Regions from separate parts of the Hordeum vulgare genome. Here region 2 is linked to region 1. The links are chromatin contacts, called in public Hi-C maps. All regions are on one chromosome and are shown on one strand. The core of a region is the stretch at or near the end of the contact, and the rest is flanking DNA. Distances in the headings are between cores, read along the strand shown.

Region 1 (6,074 bases), core at 2,234-4,733:
CCTAAAATAACTGTCTCAACCTTAGTATAAATTTGTACTAGAACTAGTACAAAGTTGAGACACTTATTTTGGGACGGAGGGAGTATGTTTTATTATGGAGTGTTCATTTTCCTTTGGTTTACTTGTTTGCAGGTTGATATGGCTGCATTGAGTCAGATGAAAGATAGCGACCTCAAAGATATGGGAGTACCTATGGTAGTGTTTGTCATTCAATTACTAGCTGCTTTACATGATATACATAGTGATTTTCTTGCTCTGAGTATGTTTTTTCTCTAAAAGCTATCTGATTACACTGTCAACATCAAATATTAATGGGATTGAAACGTTAGACATGAGTTGCAGGCTTTCAGCAGAATTGAACTTGATAGTAGTTAGGAATAGTGTCTGCATTATATGCTATGTTTTTTCATTGTAATTTCATTACCATGCTTCTAGTACTTGAATATGCATAGTGGAGGGATTTACCTTCAGAATCTAGCAAGAGCATGTCAAATATGGCATTGTACTTGTAGTAACCACCGCTTTGCAGTCTTGTACTCCCTCCGTCTCAAAATAAGTGTCGCAAAATTTGTACTAGGTTAGTACAAATTTTATACTAGATCAATGACACTTATTTTGGGACGGAGGGAGTAGAATTTAGGCTTTCTCTTGCACTTTTGACTGGAGTGTCACCATTGTGATGGATCAGGGCCCCAGGAAGAAGATACTCCTTGCGGTGGCGCCTTACGGAAAACAACGGCACAGATGAGCAGCATGTGCCCTGGGACGTTGGAACATTTGCTGGGAAATGCATTTTTATCGGTGTAAGCAATGCTCTGCTGCGGATCTTGTATATCCTCACTGGTAGTCTGGCTTAGTTAACCTTTTTTGTCGCTGATAGATGAATGTCGCCCTGTTCCTGGCTTGTGTAAAGTTGTGTCTGTCCGCTGATGCTCCCAAATCCTGCCATTCCTGCTGTATTTGTTAAGAGCAGCAGTTTGAAACAGAGTGGATACAACATGGTCTAGCGCCATCTTCGATCTGGACTTTGTGTATTTTGGGAGCATAGTGAGAGTCGCAACAAATCCAGTCGTTTATGTATGCCAAATGGCCAACGAATTCCATCAGTCTCATCCCAAGGGTTGGGGATTTTAAGGCTTGTGCATGGAGGTAGCAGATTGCCCTTCGTTCGTAAATATAAGTCTTTTTAGAGGTTTCACTAGGAGACTACATATGGATGTATATAGACATACTCTATAGTGGAGATTCACTCATTTTGCTCGGTATGTAGTTTCGTAGTGAAATTTTTAGAAAGACTTGTATTTACGAAAGGAGGAGGTACATTTGTTGAATTGTCATTATTCGCCACGTGGATTATCCTAGCTGTGTTGCCTGTATAGTGTATGCCGGTGCCCCAGCTTTTCAACTAGGTGTTGTTCTTCAACAATGTTTAGGACGTTGAGCATGATTAGTTACTAGCAAGGACTGGTTGATTATGCACTGCAGCTGAGTAGCGACGGCTCAGCAGGACCCGTGGAAGCTGTGCTGCGCCAGTACTTTTTTTTTGTTATCATTATGCAACGACCCAAACTATTGGCCCTGGAAATGGACGTGAGTGTTTGGCCTAATCATTGTTGTATCCAAACTGTCACAACAAGGGCACCGAGTCGGAAAAATCAGACCGTCCATGCACCCCCAGATGCCTCCCCGTACCGGCATCCCCTGTCCAGGGTCCACCATTAAAACGCAACCGAAAAAAGCTTCACCCAACATGAACCGGCCCGGCGCTGTACGAGAAAAAGGCAGCAGCCAATGCTGCCTTGCCCTCCCATGTGCCAACGGCCGGCAATCCGCTCGTGTCACCTTTGTCGCCGTTGGTCGCGTGATTATGCTCCGTTAGCTGCGTAATAACCACAAGGAGCTTCGGCGGCGGCACTTGAGCCTGTGATGACTACGCGGAGTGTATGACTGGAAGTGACAATGCATGCACAAGATGAGTCCAGGCGACGATAATGACTCGCAACAGAAAGGGAGATGCCAACGGCCCAGCGCCACTCGCTGAATTGGACGGCCTTGGTTTGGTCGCTCGCTTTTCAATTCACAAGGCCGAAAAAAGCATCACACAATTCACAAGACCGAAAAGCATCGCAATTCACAACTTCATTCAGAAAATCAGAGCGGACGCACACCAAAATCCAATCCTAATAATACCGTCCAGTTCTCATCACCGGACATAAGCCACGCGCCGGTCAGTCGAGGATGTCGCACTGCCGCCTGACGACGCCCTGCCGCCCCGTCTTGACGCCGACGGTGCCGAGCTTCTGCATGGCCTTGGCGAAGTCCTGGAAGAACGCGGTCCGGTTGTCGGCGTACTGCTGGACGAACACCTTGGTGGGCGGGTACTCCCACAGCGCGGCGTCGGAGGCGAGCAGCCCGAGGCCCCGGGGCAGGTTCTTGAAGTAGAGCTCGTCGAAGTCCCGCGGCGTCACGATGTCGTTGAAGATGGAGATGTCCGGGTTGCTCTCGTAGCCGGCGCAGGAGCTCTGCAGCGCCCGCGCGAACTCCGGGTTCAGCGAGGGGTCGTGCCCGCCGGCGGCGCCGCCTGCGCCCTTGTAGTTGTACACCCGGTGCGCGAACTCGGAGCAGTGGGAGAAGCCCACGGTGTGGGCGCCCGCCAGCGCCACCATCTCCTGCGGCGTGATGCCCTTGCGCGCGAACAGGACCGTCATGGCCCGCGCCGACATGTTGGTGCGCGGGAGGTTGCCCTCCACGTCGCGCGCGTCGGAGCGGCGCGCGTCGCGGCGGCCGAGGAAGACGGGGAACCGCGGCCCGCCGAGGATCCCCACCAGGTCGCGCGCCGCCAGCGCGAGGATGTCGGCGCAGGAGACGGTGCCCGGGCAGGCGGCCTCGAGCGCGGCCTTGGCGCGGGCCACGGCGTCGAAGGCGTCCCCCGGGAGGGAGAGGTTGATCTCCGCGGCGCGCTCCGGGGTCCGGTCGGAGGAGAGCGGGGAGACGAGGACGGAGGCGTCGCAGCCGGAGACGAAGCAGTCGTGGAAGAAGAGCCGCAGAGTGCCCGCCGCCGTGGACGGGTTGGCCTGCTGTTTGGCGGCGACCACGTCCGAGACGATCTGCTCCACGCGGGGGCAGCTGCGGCTGTAGTACGACGTCGACAGCCTGGCCGCCGCCGCCGCGCCGGGGGCTGCGGCGGCGGCGAGGAGCGCGAGGGAGAGGAGCAAGCGTCGGAGAAGCGTGCCCATGGAGAGATAGAGAGAGAGAGAGGGAGGGGTGGAGGTGGCTGGATTTGGAAATGAGAGAGACGGGGATTGGGGTGAGGGGAAAAGGCGGTGGACTGGAGAAGAAGGGTGAAGTGGGAGGATTAGTGGGGTGTGGTGATGACTGATGAGTGAAGTAATTGTGGGGTTTAAGGTTAAGGGGGAAGGGAGGTCAGAGGTGCGGTGGCCTGGTAAAGACGGGGGGTGGAGCTCGAGGACGGATGGACGGATGTTCCTGCCGCAACCGCGATGACTTCTTTATATGCGGTGGTGGTCCGCGGTCCAGACTCTGCAGTGAATTTTATTTTTTCTGAATATATATATTATAAACATGTTTTCTTACTAAAAGGGCACGCATTCGTTAAAAAAATCGTTAAAATACAAAAAACAAACATAAACATAATGCTTCCTCGGTCTGAAACCGCGAATGTATCTAGGCACATTTTAATTCTAAATATATATTTTATCTATTTTTATGACAAGCATCACGACGGGAGAGTAAAACTATCCATGAACCATAAACACGATTATCATTGTGAGAACGAACTACTAACGGGTTGATGTTGTTGCTCCTCAATCAGAGTCGGTCCGACCTTATGAGTAACACCCAAAAAAAATTGTGCATGTGCTTCTAAGGATCAGGGTCCTAGAGCCACACTCGTCGTTGTTGAATCTTTCAATCGATCTAAAGCATGTGGCACCAAATCTTAGCTGTTGCGCACGCATGACAAGAAATCCTAACTTCATTGCTCCAAGAGATGGCAAGAATCTACTTCAGAGCTTCGCCGACTTCCATCTGTTGCCATCCTGGGGATTGATGCGACAAGCCCTTGTCATTGTACCTTCACCTTTAATCGAAGGCCCCCGCCACATCGTGGGGAATGATGCGATAGGCGCCCTTCAGCCGCTGGCAGCTTGGCCAGCCGGCCAGAGAGTAGACGGCTACTCCCCTAGCCGGCAAGTATTTCGTAGTCGGCCAAGGCGAGCTGACAGTTGAGGATGCTATTGCTTCTTTCTATACCCAAGTACATAGGAGTAGGCTTGATGAGCCTACCCCGGGGTTATCCCCCCGTCAGTAGTCCCTGAAGCAGGGGTGGTCCGCAGTCTCGAGGCGGAGTGCCTTGCCGGCTTGAGTATCCGGCTTGCGGGCTTTCGGAGCCGTTGTATGGGAGGCGATCAAGCCGGGAGCCGGCTGGCTTCCGGCACACGCCTCGGCTTCTTCGCACGCAGCGTGGATGCGCCACGTGTCATGCTTTGGGCACCGTGCCCTGAAAAGCCACACGCATGATGGGACGGGGCATGCGTCATGGGGCCTGCCACGCCGCGCCCTTGGCCCGTGTGCGCGGATCCTCTATGGATTTGCGATGACGGTTGGTATTTTTGGAACACATTAAAGCTTCCGCACGATCCGGAGGGGGTGGGGATCATGCACACCAGGTCCCCTCCCCACGATCTCTTCGATGGTTTAAATGGAGGTGCGGGGCGCCGAAGAGATCATTTGCCCCCGTCCCGCTCTGTTCCAGCGCTCCCTCCCTCCCAGAGCAAGAGAGAGAGAGAGAGACCGCTTGCGCCTTCGCCGCCGGAGCTTCGCGCATTCTGTTCGAGCTTCTCATCGCCGCCTCGCCATGTCTCAATCTATCGCCAAGAAGGCGAAGTCCCGAGGCGCCTGGGAAGGCAGAGAGGTCACCGCGGGGCACATTTAGGTGCTCCGCCACCGCCGCATGCTGCCCTCGGAGGAGCTCATCGCGGTGTGCCTCCCTGATCCCGAAGCATCACCGACCCCTCGCGAAGGTGAGGTGGTGGGAACATTTCTTCCACGGGTTCGGGCTCCCCGCTAGCGATTTCTTCTCGCGCTTCTTGGTGCATTTCGGCCTGCAGCCGCACCACCTTGCGCCGAACGCCGTCCTCTAGCTAGCAGCCTTTGTCACCCCTGTGCGAGGGATTTGTGGGGATTGAACCCCGATTGGATCTGTGGCGGCAGTTGTTCTTCTTCAAGCAGCAGCCGGCGCCAACTGATGTTCCCTGCGTCATGAAGATGACTCCTTGCGGCGCTGCCCTAGTTCATCATCGAACCGCCTCCGGCTTCCCGAAGCCCCCCCTCCAGGACTGGGTGAAGAAGTGGCAGAGGGGATTCTTCTACGTGAAGAATGTGGACCCCCTCCTCGACTACATCAACCTACCCCTTTCGCCATTGCTTCGTCGACCGCAAAGCAAAACTGGAAGAGCTCTCTTCCAAAGCCGATCCTAGAGGTGAAGCAGATTTGCGCCCACCTCGAGCTTTTGAAGACTCGAGGCCTCCTAGTAGAAGATTTTCTTGCCACCATGGTGGCATGCCGGATCCTGCCCCTTCAGCGCCGGCCGCACTTGATCTGTCAGATGGGTGACCGACATGATCCATGCCGACTCACAACGAAGAACCTGTGAGCCGGTAGGGTGGCTTATCAGGTGAACCTAATCTCCTTCGCCTCCATGGATGAAGGTGGCGAATGGGAGTGGGGCATAACCCCTTACGGGCGAAGCCATCCGGCTCCGATGGTATGTTTCTTTATTGATTGCGTTTCTTGTCTTTCTTTGGATACCATCCGACATGTGATGCCGGACGCCGGCTACTCCCTCAGCTATTCAAGCGTCTGCAAGTCTACCAGCCGCCGACTGCCGACGTCGAAATCGAGGATGAGGACTAGGTGGAGCTTCAGCCGTCCGCCTCCGAAGATGTGGAGGGGGCGGCGGAGTCGGAAGGAACCGAGTCGGTCGGTGAGTTTGTTGCGTCTGGGTTGCTTGACTAGACATATGATGACGAGGTGTCGCCTCCCTTGCGCGGTG
Region 2 (5,678 bases), core at 331-2,830, 45 kb after region 1:
TCATCTGATACTAATGAATGTCAATAGTTGATTTTTTTAGGATAACAGTTAAATTGATAAGTTCAATTTTAATTTGCGTTTCATTTATTGTATGTGATGGCTATATATATAGGCTTTTTTAAATTTTTTGAAACAGGCAATATGATTTTTTTAAAAGGAGTTTCAAACCCTCGTCCTCTGCATCAATCCATGCATACGACCATCTTTATTAATTATTCAACATAGATCTAACAAAAACATACATCAAACCACCCGAAGCCACCACTCACACCTACGAAACTCGATAATGTGAAGTGTTCTCACTTCCCATATCTAAAACCGGTGTCGTCATCGATTCATCCACATAACGTATCGGAACCCACCGGTGCAGCAGATCTAAAGCGTACACAACATGCACACGTTTTAGATGCCGCCATCATCATCAGGCCGCTGACCCATCTTCAGGAGAGAGATCTGTATCATCCTTGCCAGTCAGTCCATCCGTCGACGCCACCACGACTCGCCAGTCCACATGCAAAGATTGTGGAAGATCTGTCATGCGTAGCACCTGCCTACCTGGCATGACACAGCGTAGCACCTGTCGACCATGCATGACTTGACATCTCCATCGAAAGCTCCGTGCAAGATGATCGACGCCATCACAGCGTCAAACAACGTCATCGCCATGCGCTCATTCGTCCAGACACGAAGATTCTGAAAGAACTGTCGTGCGTAGCACCTACCAACCACGCATGACTCAGCGTAGCACCTGTCGACCAAACATGACTTGACAGTTCCACCAAATCTTCGGGTCAGACGAAACCGCTCCATCTCCTGAGCACTGCTCCACAAACGATGCTCTCAAGAAAGAAACGACACCGCAATACGACACCACGCCGATGATGTCTGAGTATGGTCGTATGTGTACACCATCAATATGATGAGTCGGAATCAAAATTGGATCAAAATGATAGTGTCTTACGTAAAAAAATATTTACTACTTAGTACAACGCACGGCATATTTGTTGGTATTAAAAAAAAGCAAAACAGGTCGAAAGCGCTGAAACCGGCGGCGACCCTATGCGCACGTCCGTCCGTATGTTGCACCGCACGGCCGCCCCACGGAAAATCATCGCTGCCCTTCATGGCGGGCGTGACGGAACGCGGCATTAACGGTGGGTACGGCGCAGCTGTCCGGCCCGTGAATAGGTTTCCGTCTCTCAAGAAGCATCTCACCTGCGCACAACGTATACACAGCTGTTTGCTGGCGCGTATCCAATTCCATTTTCCGTTTGTGCGCCTCCTTTCGAGAGTGGCTACCTAGCTACTAGCTAGGAGTGGAATGGGGGAGGTGGACGATGAGGTTTTGCCTGGGAATATTTCTTCACGCACACGCTTCAGGGCTCCATCACATGCCATCCAGGAATTAGTAGGGCTAGCAAAATACGGACTATCTGCAGGGCGCAATGTTGAGCATTGATTCATGCGCGTACTACGTAGGTCCAAAACGGTCGCGATCCTTGTACAGCTGGGTCGCGTACGAGCGACGCACGTCGGACGTATAGCTTTCGTGTATGTGGAGCTAGTGCAGATTAACCACTTTACTGCTTGGCATGAGCGGCTCGCTAACCACGTCCGTGCGTTCAGCCGGGGCCAGGATATACAGTGCTCCGGTTGATGACAAAGTTCCGAGCGACCCTAATAATTTTCCCGGGGACAGATCAGTATAAATGAGAGCTCGGGGGACCAACTGACCCACCCGCGCATACGTACATCACGCATGTGCAAACAAAGTGTCATCCATCGGAAAACGCGCCTACTCTTAAACTGCCACAAACAGCACTGTCAGGAGGGTTTTGAACCGATACGATACATCTTCGTCTTGGTCACGGGTGAACAAAAGCCGATTAGGGTTGCCGTGGCTCCTGTCCCCCCGTCGACGATCCGCCTCGCCGGCATGTACTGTTTTTTCTAGATTTCTCTGTTTCAGTCGGATGTCTTGCTCAGAATGGCGAAGCGGCGGCTATGCATTCAAGTCGGAATAGTATCCTTTGTCAAGCCCTCGACTAGCGGTGCGGTCAACGACAATAGAAAATATGCGAAGGTTTTGCCTTGTGGTATTTGGTTGGGTGCTGTAGCGACCCGACTCAAAATGAGTCAAGCCTTTGTGTGTATCTGTGTCATTCCTGAATCAATATGCTGGCACACACAGTACATCAATGTATATATCAAAGTGCAATCATATATAACGTAAAATTGATATATACTTCAAAAGCTCAACGTAAACAGTCAACCGATTGGAGTTCTAATAAACACCAACGACAGGTTGAGTGCAGACCGTAACCCTGAATCGTAATCTTACTCGTCGAAGAAAAATATCTGCAACATAAAACGTTGCAGCCGTGTAGGTCAGCATATTGAATATGCCGGCAAATCACAAAAGAGATGGATGAAAAATATCATCTATACTATATGCATATATGACAGGTGGAGCTGTAGTTTAAGTTTTGCGTAAAGCAAATTTTTCCTACAACAAGAGAGAGAATAAAAGCAAAATTTACTATATTGTTGGTTGTTAACGAGAAGGTTCCACCAACCAATTTTCATACCCAAGTTATAAATATTACCCACATCAATAATAAATGGTGTTGAGAATTCCTGATAACTTCGTCTCAAGTTGTCCATGACTGTGGACACGGCTAATCGATTAGGTTTGAGTACTCTGCAGAGTTTTGCAGACGTTCCCCACAAGATTTGATCGCCTCCGTTGAAGTCCTCGCACTTTAGGGTATTTGAGAATCGGATGATCAAAACATGGTCTTTCAACGGGTTCCTCTGAGCCTCTGTCGGTGTCCATCCAATCCTACCGTTCTTCTACATCTCATAGCACCGCTCGTCCAGAGTCACCACGTTGTCCAACCAAGCCAGAGCCCATAATGACTTGTGGTTGTGCAGGTAAGCCTTGGGTCTTGAAAATATTCATCCATCTCTTTGAGCGTGGGTGAAGCTTTCTGCAAGATGTCATGACGTTTCTCCATGCATCCCGGGTCCTCCCGCTGGTTTATCCCAGGGAGTCCATCTGAACCGTCCTTCACCCAGAGGTATATTTCGTTCTGAGGTCTTGCAAGTCTTGGAGTCATCAGGTCTTGATTATTAAGTTTCTCACAACACTCATGATAAACACTCAACCAAAACCCTGTCTACTAAAAGCATAGCAAAATAAAATTCATCGTCCCGGGCCAAGTAACAAGGGTGATGGGTGTCTACCACATGATACTACATCAAGATCCAAATTTCCAAGTACCTACTTTGCATGCAATTGGGTGAAGAAAGGTTGTAACTAATGCAATAAAACCATAGGTAAAAATATGATCAATGTGAACTTGTCTCGTATTACTTGATGAAGATAGTCGCTCTCATAATCCTGATAATTTTATTCGACACACTGTGAGCAATCTATCGTAAACGAATAACATTCAATAAACATTCATGCCAAAAGGAAGAACCAAAAGAAAATAAGAACAAAACATGTCTTGGTGCAAAATAACAACATACCAAGATTTAATAAGAAAAGATAGAGCCTTATGGTGTTGTAACAGGAAAGGTGAAAGGGGTCAACTCAAAAGAGTCAAAGGATGATCAACTATCGCTATATAATCTCGACTTGCATACACTATGGGAGATGATAAAAAAAATTGGGAGACCAACATGAATGTTGTTTGACAAATAGTATAAGACATAAGAATTTATTTGTAGAAAGAACTTCTTAAAATGGAGCACTACAACTACAACACAAGTTATAGCGAATTGAAGTATGAATTGAATTTTCATTCAGAAGGTCAAAATAAGTTGAACTTAAGTACGATGGTTATGTACAAAAATATATGACATGAGTATTTAGGGGTAAAAGGAATCAATTGAAAAGGTGTTACGATTTGCAAGATAAGATCAAATGAATGTTCGAATACAAATTTGAATCGCTCAAATTTGTAAGGTTCAAAGGTTGAAATTAATGAAGCTACTGCAAACGGGAGGTCAATAGGAACATGTAGAAAAAAGAATTACTAGATTTCGAATAACGGATCAAAAGATATAAGTAATTCAATATGTCACTGAATCTAGTTAGAACGCGATGTGGCAACACTATTGTGGACTAATGGAGTAATGACTATGATCGATATTATATGTTGGGAAGATAACACTAATTGATACCGTCGTGGGTATAAGTCTGACAGTAGAAGTATGGGGTACGAAAGGATGGGCAGAGCCTTAGCTACGGCGAGGATGTATAAGTTCAGGCCCCTCTACGGTGGAGGTAAAAGCCCTACGTCTCAGTGCTCTTGGGAGCTTTGTGTCGAGTGGATTATAGGATTACAGCAAGTGCCAACCCTTGCACCAGTGGGGAAGGGCGGCTTATATAGAGTGCGCTGCCCTTCATAATGGCCCGGTGGACAAGGGTGGAATAGTGGCGAATAAATGCCTACGTTACAGGTAACGTATGCTTTAAATGCCAATAATGGTGTATGAAAACGTATGACCATTGCCCTCCTGGGAGGTTACGATGTACAGAGTGGATTCCAGTCGGTACGTTAGATATGCTCCGAGTGGATCGTCGCCGACTGGATGATGGGGGCGTCCTTAGTTCAGTCGGAACTGTCTAAGGGCCTTGTCTTCTATGAAGGGTAGTCCTTGGGTAGGACCTATAGGACAGACCTATGACCCAACCCTGGGACTATAACCCCATCATTAGTCCCGAATGGATCGGGGTTGGAACGATGAAGTAATGTCTGGAGTTTGGAACCGACTGGTATTGAGGTGACTTTAGCGTTGTTTGCCTCGATTCATTGTTATCTTTTCAGCTAGTGATCCGAGTGAATACGCGAGTGAAACGAACCGTCAGGGACCGAGTGCTTCCGCGGAATCTTTCGACGTGACTGGTCAAACTGACAGCGCCGGATTTTCCGGGATCCTCAAATTTCGGTTGCCGCGCGCTCAGCGGGGATGACGACATCGCCATCGAGTAGGTTTTGCCTCCTCGATTACCGCGCCGTTATCTTCTCCACTAACCTCGCAGCGGCCGGTTGGGGGGATAAGATCCTCGGCCCACCTGCAAGTGACCCAGTCGGAAGCCTATTAAAGCCCCCCCGGCGGGATTTCCTGTTGCGCTGCTCATCCTCCTCCCATTAATCTTGCTTCTCCCGCAGCTCTCCGCACACCTCAAGCCACCTCCTTCCCCTCCTCCTCTGCGAATCCATCGCCCTCGCCATGACGAAGGGGCAGACTAGCAAGCTCGAGGCACAGAAGAAGAAGAAGAAGGGGGAGCCTCCACTCAGCGGCGGCAGTGGGCGCTGCCGGCAGGCTGGATCCAGGGGGACTTCCTCCCCTCCTCGGTGACGTAGAACGACGTCCTGGAGCTGGTGGAGCACGGCATGGTCGCCAACAAGTCCTTGAGGCTACCGGAAGGCGAGACGGAGCCGGCGTCGAAGGAGGGGGAGCGCGTTCTGCTGCTCAGCCACGTGGCCAGAGGCTTCTCCTTGCCTCCCCATCCTTTCTTCCGAGGTATCATGACTTACTTCGGGGCGCAGCTCCATCACTTTCCTCCGAACGCAATAGCTCACCTTGCTGCATTCGTCACCCTCTATGAGTGCTTCATAGGATGTCCTCCCCACTGGGGGCTCTTTAAGTATGTCTTCTCCGCT

Evidence for each region. A called contact is a pair of places that touch in the nucleus more often than the background predicts.
Region 2: a Hi-C map of leaf shows a contact between it and region 1, with 2.9 times the contacts expected there. The contact joins the enhancer-like site here to the promoter of LOC123426945 in region 1. A contact is called at or near these places in 1 of 6 Hi-C or Micro-C datasets (leaf) and 1 of 1 datasets of contacts at active chromatin or transcription factors (embryo).

Annotation. Positions count from the first base shown.
Region 1 is chr2H:516,650,654-516,656,727 of MorexV3_pseudomolecules_assembly, forward strand. It overlaps LOC123426945 (peroxidase 31-like), which reads right to left and starts at 3,484. Exons shown (of 1, transcript XM_045110867.1): 1 at 2,121-3,484. The coding sequence starts at 3,236. The coding sequence ends at 2,229. LOC123426944 (ankyrin repeat and SAM domain-containing protein 6) reads left to right here. Exons shown (of 7, transcript XM_045110865.1): 6 at 133-195; 7 at 689-1,134. The coding sequence ends at 748.
Region 2 is chr2H:516,698,016-516,703,693 of MorexV3_pseudomolecules_assembly, forward strand. No RefSeq gene overlaps it. Among protein-coding and RNA genes, the nearest start is that of LOC123426945, 47 kb to the left of the region's middle. Within about 2 kb of position 1,581, at least 3 of the 3 cell types and tissues checked have open chromatin away from gene starts, as enhancers often do. A contact at or near this core is called in leaf, where this site is marked.